Regions from separate parts of the Rattus norvegicus genome. Here region 1 is linked to region 2. Evidence: chromatin contacts called from public HiChIP or PLAC-seq data. All regions are on one chromosome and are shown on one strand. The core of a region is the stretch at or near the end of the contact, and the rest is flanking DNA. Distances in the headings are between cores, read along the strand shown.

Evidence for each region. HiChIP or PLAC-seq counts read pairs in DNA pulled down with a chosen protein or histone mark.
Region 1: a contact with region 2 is called in an H3K27ac HiChIP or PLAC-seq map of oligodendrocytes, with 11 times the contacts expected there. The contact joins the promoter of Tcf4 here to the enhancer-like site in region 2. A contact is called at or near these places in 6 of 12 Hi-C or Micro-C datasets (the A7r5 cell line, Schwann cells, frontal cortex and 3 more) and 1 of 1 datasets of contacts at active chromatin or transcription factors (oligodendrocytes).

The regions. Positions count from the first base shown.
Region 1 is chr18:65,217,355-65,221,476 of GRCr8, forward strand. It overlaps Tcf4 (transcription factor 4), which reads left to right and starts at 2,291. Exons shown (of 19, transcript NM_053369.2): 1 at 2,291-2,382; 2 at 4,067-4,122. The coding sequence starts at 2,311.
Region 2 is chr18:65,066,848-65,071,155 of GRCr8, forward strand. No RefSeq gene overlaps it. Among named protein-coding and RNA genes, the nearest start is that of Tcf4, 150 kb to the right of the region's middle. Within about 2 kb of position 2,869, at least 38 of the 93 cell types and tissues checked have an H3K27ac peak or open chromatin away from gene starts, as enhancers often do.

The DNA.
Region 1 (4,122 bases), core at 1,041-3,540, 150 kb after region 2:
CTCTTTCCTTGGAATATTGTGAGCATATTTGTGGCCATTGAAGGTAACGTTACAATTTGCTGTCAGAGTAAACTGTTTGTAATTGAACTGAATTTTAAGAATGTTGATTCCCAATGTTTTATTCAAACAAAAGGAACAACCGATTAAATAATTGCCAGTGGGCAAACGTGTGTGCATGCATTTCGGTGCGTACTCGCACATTTAGCAATACCAGGGTTGGGCAAATGTGTTCTTTAACATTAAAATAATGAATGCTGCGTCTACTGGGTAAAGCACGCATGTTATTACGAAAAGATAATTTTAAAGTTTAATTTTTATCCTAAAAGGTAATGTAGAAAAAGTGTGTCTAATGAGCATGAGGGCCTATAGTGGCAAATGTTGAGTTGAAAGTTGAAGTGCTTCGGAGCGCGGACTTGGAGTTAGGAACTCAAGTGTAAAAGCAAAACCATATTCATTCCCTAAAATTACCTTGTTTTTTTTTTTTTTAAATGATTTATTTATTTAATTTTTAAAACAAAGTTTGCAGCTATACGGCTCTGTGAGTTAAAGGGGCGAAAAGAAGAAAGTCTGATTCAGATTTCGGCCCCAAACGCAAAACTATCCAAACAAAATATCCCCCCTAGTAAAAAATGTGGATGGCTTTCTGTATGGAAAAGAAAAATATTATTCGTCTTGGCAAAGTCTTTATGCATCACGTGTATTTGCAGCAAAGCAAAACTTGCTTTGCAGTGTGTGTGTGTGTGTGTGTGTGTGTGTGTGTGTGTGTGTGTGTGTGTGAGAGAGAGAGAGAGAGAGAGAGAGAGAGAGAGAGAGAGAGTTACAGAGACAGACAGAGAGACAGACAGAAGTGAGAGGGGATGTAAACTCGAATCAATTTCAAAGTGCCTCCGGTGGATGAACCCGGCAAATCCTCAACTGTTCAGGCTTCAGATTGTAACTGGCGATCTGAGGGGGAAAATGAGGTGCTGGGTGAATTTTCCTTGGTGGGTTTTGTTTTTTTTTTTCTTCCTCGAGACGGGGGAGGTGTTGGGATTTTTTTTTTTTCTGGGGTGGGGGTGTTTCCTAGGCAGCCCGACCCGGAGCGCCGCGTCTCCCCGCCGGAGCCCCCCCACCCATTTCTTTGCTGAACTTGCAATTCCGTGCGCCTCGCCGTGTTCCCCCTCCCCCCTTCCCTCGTCCCCTCCCCTCCCGGGAGAAGAGAGTTGGTGTTAAGAGTCAGGGATCTTGGCTGTGTGTCTGCGGATCGGCGGCGGCGGCGGCGGCGGCGGCGGGGAAGCCGGAGCGGGCGCGGGCGCCGGCCGTTGGAGGAGGTGGTGGTGGCGGAGGCAGGGGGATAGACATGACCGCCGCCTGGGCGCCGGCGCTGCACCGGGAGCCCCTCGTCGCGCGCGGGCGGTAGGTAGCGGCGCGGCGGGGCCGGCTGGGCGGATGCGCGGCGGGGCCGGGCCGGGCCGGGCTGGGCGGCCGCACACGGGCTCGGGGCCCCGTGGTCCCGGCTGTCCCCGCCGGGGTTCGGGAGCTGGGGAGCGGCGGCGTCCCCTCCCCCGGCCTCCGCCCCCTCCGGGCCCGGCGGGCTCCCGGGCACAGCGCACTTTGCCAATGGGCCTGACTTCAATTTTTTTTTTTTACAACCCTTTCTTTCACAAATTAGGGGTGCAGGACAATTGGAGGACCCTGAGGCTCTTCTGGGCTCTCCCTCCCCGGCAACCCCACCCCCCTGTGGACCGGTTTGCACTCCAGAGACGCTGGTCTTTAATTTCTTTCGAGCTACTTTGCAGGGCGAGGGGGGGGGGTGGGGGGTGGGGGGGGAGGGAGTGCTATGAGTGTGTGCGAGTGTGTGCGCGTGAGTGTGTGCGTGTGAGGGGGTGGGGTGGAGGGTGGGGGGAAAGTTGAGACCGGTTCGTGCAGTAGTTTCTCTTTTCTCTGTGATCCATTCATTTCTCGCTCTACCTCCTGTTGCATAAATGGATGCGCTGAAGAGCGGCTACCCCCCTTCTCTCCTGGATTTGGTTTTATAGTGGATGTTACTAGTTTGATCGTCTCTTTGGAAATACAATATTGCTATTTTTCCTTTTTTTTTTTTTTTTTGCTATTGCTGCCTATTCCATTAAAAAAAAAATCAAAACAAAACCCAACAACTCTCCCATTCCTTCCTCCTTTTCTACCTTAATCCCATCCGCCCCTATATCCCCCCCACCCCACCAAACCCCCCAGTCTCCAAAAATCCGATTGTGTTTTCTCCAAGGATTGGGACTGGATTTTCTGATTGCGGTTATTTCCATGTTTCTAGGTTTGTGTGATTTTGCTAAAATGCATCACCAACAGCGAATGGCTGCCTTAGGGACGGACAAAGAGCTGAGTGATTTACTGGATTTCAGTGCGGTAAGAAAGAACGGTGGAAACTAACAACAGCTGTGGAAAAAAAAAAAAAAACAACCCTCCCCCAACACTCCAGCTAGGCACCCATAGACATGGGAAAGACTGGGATAATTTTTAATTGGCTGAATCCTTGGAAAATGTGAGGGTCTTTTTGACAAGTTTTTTTCTTTTTAACAACTAATTTTGGGATGTGGAAAACTCAAGCTTTTTTATTTTTATTTTTTACGAGTTTAATTACTTGCCTTGATTTCTTTACCTACCAATTTCTCTATAAATAATGGAATCTCAATCCAGCAGAAAGGAAAACCAGATAACCCTCTTAAAACTATAAAGTCCACCAAAAACTTGGCCACGTCTGCACACAGAGTGCGCTGCTAACTTTGTGTCAGGCTGCACATCTGATTTACATAATATTTATTTACTTTAAAAATGGAAAATAGGCAGTAGAGGAGCTAGGTGCCCTGAACTTGAGGCGGATGGTTCTGTGTGGGTCCTCTTGACTTCCGCCTGGTCGCCTCTTCTGGGATTCTGGGAACTCCTATGCATAAATTGAGCATACATTGTTCAGTGTGCCTTGGACTATTTTAGTAAATTACAGTCTTGAAATCAGCACAAAGAGGAACTTACACACTTGTGGAGTTTTTACTACTGTACTCTCTTGGTTCTTCTTCCCTCCCCTCTGCTTCCAGACAAGTCAGGAGCATGGATGCAGTTTTAATGCCAGATGAGTTTGGTGTAACATGCGTTTTGTAAAGCAAAAGGGGGAAAAAAAAGAATCCCCCCAAACACACAAATAAAATCCACACCACCTTCTAAGTGGGGCTCCCCCACTCTGCTCCCGCTCCTGCTGCCTGCCGAAGCTGGCTGCCACCTCTGCTGCTCCTCCCGCAGACCCCGTGGAGAAGTGGTTCTCTGAAAGTTTTGGCAGGAAGCAGTGGCCCATAGGCGGCTTTGCAGCCCCCTTTCTGCTTGTTGCACTTTCTCCATTCGCTCCTTTGCTTTTTTGCAGGCTCTGACTCGGGGAAGGTGTGTGAAACGCATTAGACTGGAGGAGAAGAGGGAAACCAGTTAGGGCGGAAATAGATGCTGGAGAGAGAGAGAGAGGGAGTGAAAGATTGAGAGAGAGTGAGAGAGAGAGAGAGAGAGAGAGAGAGAGAGAGAGAGAGAGACTTGCCTACGTTGCTCTCATGTTTGAGCTGAAGTGAGAAATTACTGCAGGTGGCATTTTGATTTTGATTTGGGTTCATGTGTGGCAGACAAGTCCTGTAACGGATGGGAAGGGACATTGCCACATTTATGTTATGCCCAAGGTTTTCAATATAAAACAAACAACTTTTTCTTCTCCTTTGTCAACGTGGTGTTTTCTAGAAAGACTGCTGTGTCCCCCCCCCCCCCCCAATCTATGTCTTGATAATGCCTTGGGGACTGTGTTCAGAATGTAGTAGGACTGTCTAGCCATCTAAGTCACCCGAGGAGGAGAAAGCTACAGTGGTAAAGGAGGGAGGAGGAGGTTGGAACCCCGGTGCCTGGTTTAGTTTTAAGTTGGTTGGTGACGGCTCTATGTTTTCCTAAATAATGCCTTAGCATTAACTCCAAGTTATTTATCAAGAGTGTGAGAGATCTTTGGTGAACTCTGAAGCCACGAATGTCTTCCTTTCAACCATGCCATCTCTTTGTTTTCCTTTAGATGTTTTCGCCTCCTGTAAGCAGTGGGAAAAATGGACCAACTTCTTTGGCGAGTGG
Region 2 (4,308 bases), core at 1,619-4,118:
AAGTGCACTGGGGACTTGGGGAGGCCCCTGAAAGAGAGGATCGCCGAAGAAATGACATTAGGAAAGGGAGAAAGGGGAGAATGGCCTGTCTTTGTCTCGAGAACTAAAACCAGGGTCGAGAATGAGTGTGAGATTGTGGACCGGACTGATTAAAGCTTGGCGTGGTTTTGCAAAGGGCTCAAGCTATACTCTTGGCTCTGGGAACTCCTGACTCCACCAAAGTCACACATTCCGAACAAAAGGAAACAAAACCTCCGTGTTTACACAGGAAATAGAAACCGCCCATAACCTAGACCCACGCTGTTTTAGGGAAGTTAGTCCAGAAATGGACTGACCTAGGTATAAGAGGAATTAAGTGTGGTCCATCTGTCTGTCCTTTCCCCGCCTATGGCTAAAGAATGGGTCTCACTAAATACCTGTGAACATATTGTTAAGGGCTTCTGTCAACCGCACACCCAGGAGACTGAGAGAAAAATTCCCTGCAGCCTTTTGTAAATGACTAGAGTTTGCAATATTTCTGACCCCCTTCCTAAGCGTAGGACATTGTTGACATAGGCTATGGGGTGTAGGACACTGGTCACGGTGGTTGGTGCCGGATTCCCATGACAACTCCTGTGTCTACAGCACAACAGGAAGTGTGTAAAAGCTACTGGTTTTGAATAACTGCACGCTGACAACGAGAAAAACTCCGGCCCCAAAGTAAGCACTTTGATTCAAAAGAAGTCCATCCCAACGCAGCCAGCTAACAAAATCCCCATTCCACACAGGAGTTCAAAAAGTCCACTGAGAAGACCATGCCCCTTCTAAGGACCCACATTAAACGTAGGCCCAAAGCTTTAGCATCCTGATCCAAGTGTCAGTCAGGACCCAGGTGAAGTCTGTTTCCTTCTGCTGCAGGCTTGTTTCCTTGCAGTCTTGCTTCAGTCAGCCTGAATTCAGGAAGGCACCAGGGGGAGCTCACACATCTTCCTTCTTTTTCTCCCCCTCTGACAGGAGGTTGGCTGTGAGATCCCTGGCAAAACCCGTAGGTCACAAACAACAAGGAAGGCGCAGTGATTCACTGAAGTAAACAAAGATAATTCGCTCCATTAAAATACTCTAGATTCTTCCTTAACACTGCCCCACATCTCGTGGATTGGGTACACCTCAGCTGGCTGTAGGACTGTGTGTTGAAACTCCTCTATCGGGAAGACCTGAAGATTGCTCCTGATAAGCCAGTGGAGGGGGCGAATGTGAGGGAGAGAGAGGTGGTGGTGGTGGAGGAGGAGGAAGAGGAGGAGGAGGAGGAGGAGGAGGAGGAGGAGGAAGAGGAGGAGGAGGAGGAGGAGAAGGAGGAGGAGGAAGAGGAGGAGGAGGAGGAGGAAGAGGAGGAGGAGGAGGAGGAGGAGGAGGAGGAGGAGGAGGAGGAGGAGGAGGAGAAGGAGGAGGAGGAAGAGGAGGAGGAGGAGGAGGAGGAGGAGGAGGAGGAGGAGGAGGAGGAGGAGGAGGAGGAAGGGAGGGAAAGATTGGTGTGTGTTGCGGGGTGTCCTTCGTACAATGGAAAGGGCAGTTTCCAGAACACTCCACTTGCAATCGCGCAGGAGGACAACGGGAGGGATCTGGCATGAGGGAGGTAGTGTCTATCAATCTCCACATTGATCCCTTGGATAGACTCTTTTGTTCTATTTAAGGAAAAGAATTATTTGTCGGTTCCCCCATCCCCGGCCCCCTTCGCCCAGGATTGAAAGCACGAGGAAAGGTGCAGAAACTTAAAACCTGTAACTGACTTAACTGTATCTACCTACATCAGTGAGCAGGATTGTAGCACCAAGCATGCACAAGGGCTGCATAATCCCTACACCTCGGACTTCCTGCCAGTTTCTCTGAAGTGAGGAGTCCTAAGATGAGAGTCAGAGAAGACTGAAGCCTGTTCTGATACCTCACCCCCCACCACACACACACACACAGCCCTCAGCGCAAGGCTTTAAAGGTGGAGTTCTAATCCTAAATTTCAATCTCCTGATAGCCCTCAAACATGCTTCACGGGGCTGGCCCGCAGCCCCATGCTTCGAGGCAAGTGGACTATAATTGTTTTAAGTTTTAATTTATGGATCATTCGTTGAGATTCTGGGAGGAAAATGAAAAAACCTTGGTCACAGAGATCAAGTCTTTCTCACTAGGTTAAAAATCCGTTCTGTGTCAGGTTTCTCTTTCCCCAACTACCGTTCCTTGTAAGATTATAAAAGACGTCCTTTAGGTCCCAAGTCTAAACTTTGAACCATCACAACCTAAGAGATGAATCACGGCGGAGCCGGTGGAATTACTAATAAATAAGATGATGGGGTGTGTGTTGGGGGGTGCGGGGAAGCGCGGGGATTGGGGGGGGTGTCTCTTCCCGGGTGGATTTTCCCCTGCTGGATTGGCTGGGCCCACAGGGATCGCGGCCTCGAGAGTCCCCGTGTCGCACGGTGACTAGATCTGCGCGGAAGAGGCCGGGCGAGGTCGGAGACAGCACCCAAGGCCGGGAACCAGGGGGTTGGGCGATGGGGGACCGCGGGCGCCAGGTGGAGCGGGGAGCTCCAAATGGGTCCACTACAGTGGCTCGCGGGGGGCTCAGGGCCCGTGGGGGCACAGTCACCGTGGCCGAGGCGATCGAGCGGGAGGGATGCTCGGAAGAGCGCGGATAGTCAGGCTTCTGCAGAGAAGACACAGCCAAGCGCAGGGCCGCCCGAACACAGGAGCTGGCGGGGGACACGGGATGGGTGAATCCCCGCACCAGCCCTCCGTCTGGCCCACACTTTTTTTTTTCGGGGTTTGAACATCGGAGACTTAACGGTCCTAACAAACCCGAGACGCATACATCAGTGCGGCAAAATTTCGTGGAGACTCTGGGGGCGGGGGACGCAGCAGGGCTTGGGGACAGCGTGATGATCACCCGTGCCCCCACCCACCGCGCCTTCTGACCTACGGGAAACGAAAGCTCAGCTCGGAATCCGAGCGGCCAACCCGTCTCCCAACCCGGGGCTGCCCTTCTGCACTCGCGCCTTTTTTTAGGGAGTCTGTCCTGGGTGCGACAAGGCTGACAATGCAGCCCCAAGGTGTCTGGGGCCCCTGGCCAGAGACCAGAACCACTGCAAAGAAAGTATCCTGGCGGGGCGTCTGGAATCTTTCAATCACGGGATCAGGAAGGAGGGGACATTTTCTGAACACATAATTTAGAGCCTTAAAATGTTGGTAATGAACTGGGTTCCTCGCCTCTTCCCAAGATGCAGGATTTTTTAACTTCCTGATTTGGGAGGGGTTGCTGGTAGCCAGTAAGAACAATTTCTTGTTATCGAGTCTGACAAAGTGTTTCCATTAAATACTATAGGGTAAAAAAGATCTGTTACCGAGCTGCCTGTGTAATGTTCGACAGAAGCAACTCCGTCACCTAAAACTTGGCCTAGTTTTTCACTCGGGGAGGTGGCCCCCTCAGCACCCTGTCACAGCGGGGGTCTCCAGAAACCATCCCGGATTAAAAAGCTGCTCTCCAAAGCAGCTGTCCCCCCTTCTTACTAAGTCTTGAATTTTAGCTCAAGGTGGAAATGGAGACTGCAAGACCAGGATTGAAAAGCGGGGGTTTCTTAGGAAAGTTGGGGGTGAGAAATCTAAGGTGAATTCGGGAAACAAAGAAAACCCGTAGACCTTTAAATGAAGAACTACGGAAAACCCAAAGGAGGGCAACAAAGATGCGCACTTCCGGGACCAGCCCCGCCCCCACTCACGTTATAAAGTTTTAGTTATGTAATCTCATTTACTTCTCCCCCCCCCCCAACCCTAGAGGTAGGATGATATTTTTAACTTGGGTGTTTACAGATGAAAAACGTGTGTCTCACAGTTAAATTGCCCGAGGGCCTATAACGAGTAGCCTAGCATTGGGGCTGATTAAGGGACACTTCCTGGAACCTCCCTGTTGTTGTCTTTGCTGTTGCTGTTGTCATTGCTGTTGCTGTTATTGCAGTGGGAAGCTGGGAAATCAATTCTCTTGGGAAGGGAGTAGTATTTAAGCTTAGAGAAATATATATATATATATAGATATATATACATATATATATATATATCATCTATTTAGTGGTCGGGCATAAGTGTGACAATTTGAGAAAACTGAATAGCTCCTAATCACTTTGTGGGATTATGTCGAAACTGATAGAGTGGCCAGTTAGAACAGGACAGACACACACACACCAATATTCTCCAAGAAACCAAATTGAAAACAGAAGGAGTTTGGACTTTTTCAAACGTTAAGAACAATTTGATTTTTAGTTGGGGGATTAGATTAAACTACCTTTA